2 separate regions of the Mus musculus genome follow, and region 1 is linked to region 2. A link is a contact called in public HiChIP or PLAC-seq data. All regions are on one chromosome and are shown on one strand. Each heading gives the region's core, a stretch centred on a gene start, on an enhancer-like site or on the middle of the called end of the contact. The rest is flanking DNA. Distances are from core to core; before and after follow the strand shown. Region 1 has its middle 4.1 kb from the start of Gm33144. Region 2 overlaps Tnfrsf1a (tumor necrosis factor receptor superfamily, member 1a).

What was found. HiChIP or PLAC-seq counts read pairs in DNA pulled down with a chosen protein or histone mark.
Region 1: an H3K4me3 HiChIP or PLAC-seq map of bone marrow-derived macrophages shows a contact between it and region 2, with 2.8 times the contacts expected there. The contact joins two enhancer-like sites. A contact is called at or near these places in 1 of 39 promoter capture datasets (pre-B cells), 6 of 115 datasets of contacts at active chromatin or transcription factors (bone marrow-derived macrophages, double positive thymocytes, embryonic stem cells and 1 more) and 3 of 9 other capture datasets (adipose tissue, liver and pancreatic islet).

Annotation. Positions count from the first base shown.
Region 1 is chr6:125,535,859-125,541,212 of GRCm38.p6, forward strand. No RefSeq gene overlaps it. Among named protein-coding and RNA genes, the nearest start is that of Gm33144, 4.1 kb to the right of the region's middle. Within about 2 kb of position 3,798, at least 13 of the 459 cell types and tissues checked have an H3K27ac peak or open chromatin away from gene starts, as enhancers often do. A contact at or near this core is called in bone marrow-derived macrophages, where this site is marked.
Region 2 is chr6:125,356,569-125,361,469 of GRCm38.p6, forward strand. It overlaps Tnfrsf1a (tumor necrosis factor receptor superfamily, member 1a), which reads left to right. Exons shown (of 10, transcript NM_011609.4): 2 at 257-410; 3 at 745-873; 4 at 1,153-1,302; 5 at 1,486-1,564; 6 at 3,929-4,005; 7 at 4,142-4,255; 8 at 4,524-4,552; 9 at 4,731-4,901. Among named protein-coding and RNA genes, the nearest start is that of Tnfrsf1a, 9.3 kb to the left of the region's middle. Within about 2 kb of position 3,518, at least 35 of the 459 cell types and tissues checked have an H3K27ac peak or open chromatin away from gene starts, as enhancers often do. A contact at or near this core is called in bone marrow-derived macrophages, where this site is marked.

The DNA.
Region 1 (5,354 bases), core at 2,548-5,047, 180 kb after region 2:
CCCGCATAAGGATCTGAGTTCAAATCTCAGAACCCACCTAAAAAATGGGGCGTGGCCATGTCTGCCACCTCCAGCATTCTGTGGAACAGAGCCTGAAGATCCCTGAGGCTTGCTGGCTGCCGGTCTAGCTCCAGACTCAGCAAAAGACTATGCCTTAAAGGATACAAAGGGCACTCCATATGCACCACACACAGACACACACACACACACAGACACAGACACACACAGACACACACGCACGCACGCACGCACGCACGCACGCACGCATGCGCGCTTGAGTTTGCTTTTAAAAGAGGTTTATCTATTTGTATTGCATGTTACACCCCCAGCCACCTCCCTGTGAACTTAAGGAACAAGAACAAGCTCACTCTTGGCCTTAGTTGACTTTCGCTTCCCTGGAGGGAAACTTTGCTACCAATAGCCCATTATAAATATAAATATAAATATAAATATAAATATAAATATAAATATAAATATAAATATAAATATATATGTATGTATATATATACACACACGCACGCACACACACACACATATATATGTGTATATGATCTTTTTAGTTGTGTGTATGGGTGGTGTGTGCACGTGGACACATGCACACGTGTGCAGGTACCTGCAGAAGCCAGAAGCTTCAGAGCTCCTGAGACTGGAGTCACAGGTGCCCGTGAGCTGCCTGGTGGTGGTGGTGGTGGGCGTGCTGGGCATCAAACTCAGGTCCTACGGAAAAGCAGCAAGTGTTCTTAACTGCTGAGCCATCTCCCCAGCTTCAAGGACTATTAGTCTTAATTGTGTGTGTGTCTGTGTGTGTGTCTTCATGGGGATAGGCAGTTGTGAGCTGCTCAGTGTGGATGCTGGGAACTGAACATGGGTCCTTGGCAAGAGCACCAAACCTAGGCGTGCTCCATCTGGGTGTCCTTCAAAGGTAGGACAGACAAACAGCCATATAGTCGGTCATTTCTCCTTATCCAGTTTGTTTTCTGCAGTCTACCGGAGTTGAGACTTTAATAGAAAGTTCTAGAAATATCAGTTCCTAAGCTTTAAACAAGCTCATTATATTATTGCGATTTCTCTATTTCATTACTATTTATTATTGTTAGTTTCTTTCTCTGTGTTATGTATGTATAACTTAAATTTTATCATAGATATGTGTGTCTAGAGAATAGTAGTATTTTATTATTTTAAGGATCTATTTATTTTTCACAAAGTTCTTTGAAACGAGGTTTTGTTGTGTAACTCTGGCTGACCTGGTATTCACTATACAGCCCAGGCTGGCCTCTAAAACTCAGTCCTGCCTCAGCCTTCCTGTTGCTGGGAATATACGCGTGCACAATAGAGGCTGAAACCACAGGGTTTCTAAAGCCAGGTGGCTTGCCCTGGTGCCAAGCATCCCGTGGGGGTCTCAGAACGTACTCCTCAGGGTAAGGTGTGACCTTTATACCAACCAGACACTGGTTTACTATACAGCAGTGAAAATGGTCTGTCATCACAAATGAGCGTGAGAGTGAACCTCACTAGGTGTAACTTTGAAGGGAGGACTCAAGGAATACAGAGCCCATGTATACAGAGCACCACGCTGGCAGGACTTAACCTCAGCTGGTGGAAGTCAGGGGAGCTGACCCTGACCTGGGAACCAGAAGGGAGTCTCTGCAGAGCTGTAGTGCTTGCCTCTTAACCTGGATGCTGGGGACAGTGAACTTGAGGATGGATATTGAACTACCAGCTGATGACCTTAGGACTTTCTGTCTGAATATTGTGCATCAATACGAAGGTTTCTCACAGTGAAAAAGAGTCCTAATGGTGCTTAAAAGCACACTTGGAATTTATTTCCCCTTAATTGGATGAAGTTTCCTGAAAAACCCACGGGGCTTCCTAGAATTTTTATTAATAATTCAAGTCTCCCGGGCCACGATCCTGGCAGAACAGGATCTGTGAAGTCACTCCCACACCCCTTGTTAGGATGCTCCAGTTTTACCCTGGCTGTTGTTCTCTGTCCCAGAGCTGACTGCCTCTCCTGGCAAGTACACAGTGGCGACTCCCTCGCTGTTAATAATGAGCTGATGTATGTGACACACAGAGGCATGTGAGACAACAGGGTAGCACAGGACTGACAGCTCCAGACACTGGAAAGAGAGAATCAAATCTATAAAGAAGTCCTCTAGTTTTTATATGTAAGTTGTGGCATGCATGCAAAAGCACACGCACACACACACACACACACACACACACACACGTGAGCACACGCCACCACCACCACCACACCACCACCACCACCAAGTCCAGCATGTCATACCAACATATAGGAGGCTGAAGCAAAAAGGGTCTCAAGTTTGAAGCCAGCTTGTGTTCAAAATAGAAAATGAAATAAAGGAAGAAAGGAAGGAGAGAGGAAGAGGGGGAGAGAGGGAGGGAGAGGGAGCAATAATATATCACACCAACAAGGGGAAGATATTTGTTAAATACTTAACCTATAGAGACCTGACATCCATATTATATAAACAACTCCCACAAACCATTAAGAAGATAACCCAACTAGAAATGGGTTTATAGAAGATAGCAAAGATAAAAAACATTTTTTTTCAGAGAAAAGAAAACCAAACGGGATCAACATTCATTTATCCATAAAAGCACCTGGAAAGAGGCAGAGCCTCTGGGGTGCTGAGGAAATGAAGGGGGGCCACAGTAGGTCCATTGCATCAGGGAGCTCGGTGCTGTTTGTCTGCTACCATTGAGTGTTCATGAGGAGATACATCAATATGACCACGTGATCTGCCCTGGGATGGTCACATGATCTGCCCTGGGATGGTCACACGATCTGCCCTGGGATGGTCACATGATCTGCCCCGGGACCTATAAACTGTTGCAGTAACTTTGAGCCCAGTTGGAACCTGTGAAGCTGTCTACATGCCCTAACCTTGTGCGTTTCATGCCTCCCTGGGACAAACACTGGCACTGGAGACTGGCACCTGGTACACACAACAGCTTTGTTTATAGCAAAATAAATGCACAAAGTGGGGCTCTGTGTCCACAATGCTCAAAAACAAGTGAAGAAAATAATAAAGTTGTGGACGTAAACACAGGTAATAAAGCTACTTTTTTTTTTTTTGGTTTTTCGAGACAGGGTTTTTCTGTATAGCCCTGGCTATCCAGGAACTCACTCTGTAGACCTCGAACTCAGAAATCCGCCTGCCTCTGCCTCCCGAGTGCTGGGATTAAAGGCGTGCGCCACCACTGCCACCACTGCCACCACTGCCAGGCTCAGAAGCTACATTTTTAAAGCCAAGAAATAATAGATGTCAAGTTCAGGATAGAGGCCATGTCACTGGAGAAGGCAGCCACATGGAAGGGGAGGAGCTTAAGAGCAGACGCAGCTATGCCTACGATGCTCTAGTTCTTGTAAGCACGTATCTAGATGTCCATCTTGTTAGGATTTTCCATAATATCCATTTCTTTCTAATATAAAACTCCTAATGTATAGCGAGCCATGTGTGGTGAATCATTCAGGGGGTTTTATTGTGTTGTTTTATCATTTGAGAATTTCATACATACAAACATACATACGTACATACATACATACATACATATGTTTCTGACACGAGTAAACTCAGCCCCTCCTCTTCAATCCCTCCCCTATTTCTTCCAATTTCAAGTCCTCAGTTCTTAAACCCACTGAATCTGCTGAGGGCTGCCTGTCTGTGCACAGGCACAGGGCCAATTACTATAGCGTGGACAGCCGGCCTCCCGGGGGCTACCTCCCTACAGGAAATGAACTCGTGTGTACTCAGCAGCCATGAGTACCAATAGCTCCTCAGACTTGGGTGGGGCTTTATGAGCCCGTCTCCATCTATGCTGGGGTTTTGCCTGGCTTGACTGATCTTGTGCATAGTCAGATCCACTGTGAGTTCGTATGCAATGGCTTTGCCATATCTGTCCAACTGTTTCACTATACATGTCCGCTGCCTTGGCTCTTCTGGTATTTCTGCCTGCTCTGGGCTTTGTGGGGAAGGGATATGATCTGGACATCTGGTTCGGGGCTGAGCCCTCCACCATCCTTTTCTTTCTTTCTTTCTTTTTTTTTTTTAAGTAAATAGTAATTCTCTGGAAATTTTTACTTTTTATAACGTTACAAAATATTTTTTTGTAAAATTTTCTTCCTTCCTTCCCCTTTCTTTCTTTCTTTCTTTCTTTCTTTCTTTCTTTCTTTCTTCCTTCCTTTCTTTTAATGAATTTTGTTTGTTTGTTTCTGTTCCATTCTTTGTGTTTTGTTGGGTTTGGTCCTTAGAAAATTGGAGTCTCAGAGGCCAGGTGAAACAAGCCAGGTGGGCTGGGACCCACTGTCCCAGCAGCCACTCCCAAGACTGAGAAGGATATGGCAGGTCCTCTGCTCCTGGTGACCACACAGGGGCAGGGAGGTCCTCCATCGTAGCTTACTGTCTGCATGTTGAGCAGTTACGGGTCTCTAACAGTAACAGCAGGGAGAAGCCTCTCTCGGCTGGAGAGATGACTCAGCAGTTGAGCACTTGCTGCTCTTCGAGAGGTCCCACGTTCGGTTCCGGCATACATGTCAGGTGACTCACAGTCATCTGCCATCGCAGCTCCAAGGGATCCAACACCATCTTCTGGCTTCTGAGAACACGCGCACACAGGTTCTCACAGGCATATTTTAAGGCTTCTCTAATGAAGGTTGAGAGATGCAGTAATCTGTGGATATTATATAAAGAACTTAGAGGTCAGTTTATTCTGTGTCATTTAGCAGATTAATTAGTATTAGGTTCCTCACTGGGGTCCAGGACTTAGCCGGCCGTGTACTTGGGCCTGGTTAAGAGGGAGAAGCACGAGTGTGGAACAAACGGGCTTTGAATCTAAGCAGAGAGTGGTTGGTTACTCACATAACGTTTGTGCCAGCCTGGTGTACAGAGCGAGTTCCAGGACAACCAAGGCTACACAGAGAAACCTTGTCTCAAAAAACCAAAACCAAAACAAAACCAGAAACAAAACAAAAAATATGCTCCCCCTAACCAAACACGAAACAAAACAAAAACCAACCCGTCTGTCTGTCTGTCTGTCTATGATGCTAGTAATGGAACACAAAACCTCACTTATGCTAACCACTCTACCACTCCCAGGCCACAGTGCTATTTTTAACACACTTTCTGCTTGAAGAACTGAGCTCACTACCAGAGGAGAGAAATAATGGTGACTCACCCAGCTGTGACCCTGAGCGCTACAGTAACGACTGTCCTGGAAAGCCAAGCTCTCCAGTGCAATCGTGGCATTAACATTACGGGCATAACTAAATACTTTATGATTGGGTTTAAGGCCATTCTAGGAGATGGGACCTATAATGACAGGTCACA
Region 2 (4,901 bases), core at 2,268-4,767:
AGAAACAAATGCTAGCATACAGAGCCACCAGAGACCAAGAAAATACTAGACTGCACAGTCGCCACCATCTAGGGGAGAGTGTCCCTAGGGGGTGGGGGGAATGTGAACTTGTCTCTCTCTCTCTCTCTCTCTCTCTCTCTCTCTCTCTCTCTGTGTGTGTGTGTGTGTGTGTGTGTGTGTGTGTGTGTGTTCAATTTGTTGCTACCTCTAAGGCCCCACCCCTGACAGTATTTCCTCTTTCTGATTGTTCCCTCAGGTGCTCCTGGCTCTGCTGATGGGGATACATCCATCAGGGGTCACTGGACTAGTCCCTTCTCTTGGTGACCGGGAGAAGAGGGATAGCTTGTGTCCCCAAGGAAAGTATGTCCATTCTAAGAACAATTCCATCTGCTGCACCAAGTGCCACAAAGGTAGGAGAAAGTGAGAGCAGAGAATTGTCTTGAGATTTCTTTTGCTTTTTTTTTTTTTTTTTTTTTGAGACAGGGTTTCTCTATACCCCTGTCTGTCCTGGAACTCACTTTGTAGACCAGGCTGGCCTCGAACACAGAAATCTGCCTGCCTCTGCCTCCCGAGTGCTGGGATTAAAGGCGTGCGCCTCCACGCCCCGGCTTCTTTTGCTTGTTTCTGATGTTCCCCGACCTTGGTCCCTGGGAGTCCCCTTATTTTGCTGCCCCACTCCCTGCCCCCGACTTGGGTTTTGCCCTTTAGTTCTCCACTACAGCCTGACCCTAACCCTATCTACAGGAACCTACTTGGTGAGTGACTGTCCGAGCCCAGGGCGGGATACAGTCTGCAGGGAGTGTGAAAAGGGCACCTTTACGGCTTCCCAGAATTACCTCAGGCAGTGTCTCAGTTGCAAGACATGTCGGAAAGGTAAGCCTTGGGATTGGGCCAGGGCTATAGAAGGTGCATGGTGTGTGAAGACGTGCGAACATGTGTGTGTGTCCGTGGGTGTTGGCCAGGAGGTCAGGATTTCGAATCTGCTCGTGAGTGTGGCGGTAGTATGCATGCGTGCACATGCAAGCTCGGGCCTGTGTGCGTAGGAGGAGTGTCTGTTACAAAGACGAATGCCATGTGGCAGAGCCAGGGGGCGTCAAGATTTGTGTGGGAAAAGGGATGTGAGACTCACACACCATTTCCTTCCCTCTTCAGAAATGTCCCAGGTGGAGATCTCTCCTTGCCAAGCTGACAAGGACACGGTGTGTGGCTGTAAGGAGAACCAGTTCCAACGCTACCTGAGTGAGACACACTTCCAGTGCGTGGACTGCAGCCCCTGCTTCAACGGCACCGTGACAATCCCCTGTGAGCACCGGTCACCCAAGTCCTCTCCCCTCCCCGGGAGCACCCTGCCCCCCTCCTCTGCCCCCCACCCTATCCTGTCTGTGTGTCTGAGCTCCTATGTGGCACCTGCATTCCCGCCCTCGTCCCTCCCTCGGGCCCTCAGACTGCAGGCACGCGCTCTTAGTCTTAACCGCTTTCCCACAGGTAAGGAGACTCAGAACACCGTGTGTAACTGCCATGCAGGGTTCTTTCTGAGAGAAAGTGAGTGCGTCCCTTGCAGCCAGTGAGTATCTGCCAAGTGCTTGGGGTTCAGGGGTGGGTGAGCAGCTGTGGCTGAGGGGCCCCAGCAGGGTCAAAGGTGGGATCCTACAGCCGGATGAGCAGAAGACACTACAAGACATCAGACAGCCCTTTCCCTTTCTCCAGGACGTTAGGGGATAAGCAATAGGGCTTAGCGGGTAAAGCGCTTGCAGCAAACGTCTGGCAACCTGAGTTCAAGCTCTGGAACCCCGTCTTGTAAAGGTGACAGGAGAGAATATCAGGTGCACAACGTCATCCTCTGACTGCCACACACACGTGCTATAGCTCGCATGCCTCTTCAGTGCTGGGCAGTTAGATCCGAGCGCGCTGTTCTTGACTGCACTCTGGTGCATCTTACTGTTGATGGTATCTTAGGTTTGGCTCGCACAAGCTCTACCGCTGGGGATCCCTTCTTCCCAGGCTCCCTGACAGACTTCCTCATTCCTGTGGCTCCGCATGGGCTGCTCTTATACATTTGCTTCCAGAGAAGACTCTCATAGTTGACCTGACTTGGGGGTTAAATCCCAACTTACCTTTTTCCTGGCTCTGCAACCTTGGGCAAGTTCTTACCTCTCTACGCCTTATGTTTCTTAACCTTTAGGGTAAGGAGAGTGGGGGTGGAGATGTGGATCAACGGTAGAGCACTGGCCTAGCGTATTGGAGGCTCTGGGTTAGATCCCCAAAACAGACAGCTAAACCAACAATCTATAGGACTGTCTGAACCAAAGCTGTCTACTTTCTATTTTTTTTTCCACGCAGTTTCATCTCAAAAGAGCTCATGTGCCCATGTGTTCACCCTGTCATGAGGTAGACAAAACCTCCTTTCCCTGTTCTGCTGAGAACGCATGTTCCTCTGCCGTCCCCCTGCCCCCACCCAGTGTAGTTTTCTCATCCCCTCTGCCCTGTGACAGCTCTCAATGGCTGCCCCAATGAGAGACATCCTAAAACCTCCCGTGCCCTTGAGGCCTGCCGTCTCCAAAGTCAAGTGCTGTAAGCAGCCGGACCATTGGCTGGGAAGCCCTCCAGCGTCTCATATGAGTCCTCTTTCTGGGCACGCGGCTTCATCAGCTTAAAGCAAAGACCGGCTGGTTTCATTCAGCTCCTGGTGGTTGGCGTTGCTGCTTTAGAGTCAGTGCTGAGGCAGGGGCATCATGATCAGAGCATACTGTGCAAGCACAGTAGCTCACCTCGCAGCCCCTGAGAGGCCAAAGGAAAGGGTGTGGAGAGGGGTCAAAAGTGAGCCCTCAGGGACCTAACTTATACTAGTCCCCATGTCCCAGTATGCTGGGACCAAGCCTTCAACACATGGACCCAGCAGGACATTTCAGATCCATGCCCTACCGGCAAACACAATGATAAACCCAGTCTACTACAGCTGCCGTCTACCGTGCCATGTCAGGGCCAAGTACTTGATCCCAGAAGGAGGTGTCATGAGCGCCATGAGATGCTGGACCAGAAAAGTGAAGTGACTTATTTCTGTCATGTTGCCAGTCAATGACTGGAATGGAATTTTTACTCTTGACTATAAAGGCCTTTTAAATTTTATTTTTAAAATACTGATTGATTGTTGAATCCGGGCTCTTCGCATGCTATTCACGTGCTCTACCATGGAGCCAAAATACCCTCAGCCCTTCGACCGTTTGATTTTATTTCATTTCATTTTATTTATTTCTTTTTACTCAGGGTCTCACTGAGTAGCCTTGGCTGGCCTGGGACTAGGTGGACCAGGCTGGCCTTGAACTCCTAAATATCTGCCTGCTTTAGCCTCCCGACCACTGGGATGTGTCACCATGCCTGGCATTTAAAAAATACTTTAAGAATTATTTATTTTCATTCTATGTGTATGAGTGTTTTGCCAGCATGCATATATGTGTACTGTGTACATTGCTCAGTATCCTCAGAGGCCAGAAGAGGGCGTTAGATACCCTGGAACTGGAGTTACAGATGGCCGTGAGCTGCCATGTGGGGTGATGACTGTGTCAAACTCATCAAGATGGCCGACTTGCCCTCTCTCTCCCTTTCCCCTCCCTTTCCTCTCTAGTCTCTTTCTGGACAGGATCTCCTGTTGCCCAGGCTGACCCTGACCTTGCTGGGTAGCCATGGGTGGCCTTAAACCGATCCTTTCGTCACTTCCTGCCAAGTGCTGAGATCACGTGCATCCACTTCTGCTCCTGCCTGTCCACACAGCCTTCCCGGGCTCCCATCAGCTTGTAAACTGTTGTACGGTGTGGACTGTCTCGTTCTTCCCCACCAGCTCTCAAGGCGGGTTGAAGAGATAGCAAAACCATTTGCAAAGCAAAGAACTGCAGGCAGCCTTCCTGCTAACCGGTGCCTTCTCTTCTTTCAGCTGCAAGAAAAATGAGGAGTGTATGAAGTTGTGCCTACCTCCTCCGCTTGCAAATGTCACAAACCCCCAGGACTCAGGTGAGGGGGGGTGGCTTGGTGCCAGCTCACCGAGCTGGCTGGCTGACTCCATGACCTCCCTCCACCCCCACCCTTTACCCCCCAGCCCCCTAGTCTCTGCTGTGGCCTCACACTGAGCAACCTCTCTGGTCTGCAGGTACTGCGGTGCTGTTGCCCCTGGTTATCTTGCTAGGTCTTTGCCTTCTATCCTTTATCTTCATCAGTTTAATGTGCCGATATCCCCGGTGGAGGCCCGAAGTCTACTCCATCAGTAAGTAGGACTTTGGGGATATAGGGTGTTGGTGGAGATACGGGAGGGGTTCGGGTGGGCAAGTTGGAGGGAAATGAGGGGTGGCCTCTCTTCATGGTTAAGGACTCTAGGCTGAGTGGCCCTGGATGGTGGGAGGGAAGCCATACTGATATCCGTAATTCTCTTGTCCCTGGGGCCACATAGACCCTGGGGCATGACACCACAAGTCCCCAAGGTCAGCGTTGAAAGGGAAGTGAAATTCATGACACCTTGTTTCTTTGTTCTCCAGTTTGTAGGGATCCCGTGCCTGTCAAAGAGGTGAGAAGGGACGACTCCAGCTTCCCTGACTACTCCTTCCAACGCCTGATACCTAAATTACTTGGAATGAGGGCGGTGGGCTCCCTTAGCTCCTCTGTCCCCACCCCCATAAAGAATAAAGCGCCCGAAGGGAGTCCTTTTCTTTACTCCCACTAATGCTATGCTTTCTTTCTTTCAGGAGAAGGCTGGAAAGCCCCTAACTCCAGCCCCCTCCCCAGCCTTCAGCCCCACCTCCGGCTTCAACCCCACTCTGGGCTTCAGCACCCCAGGCTTTAGTTCTCCTGTCTCCAGTACCCCCATCAGCCCCATCTTCGGTCCTAGTAACTGGCACTTCATGCCACCTGTCAGT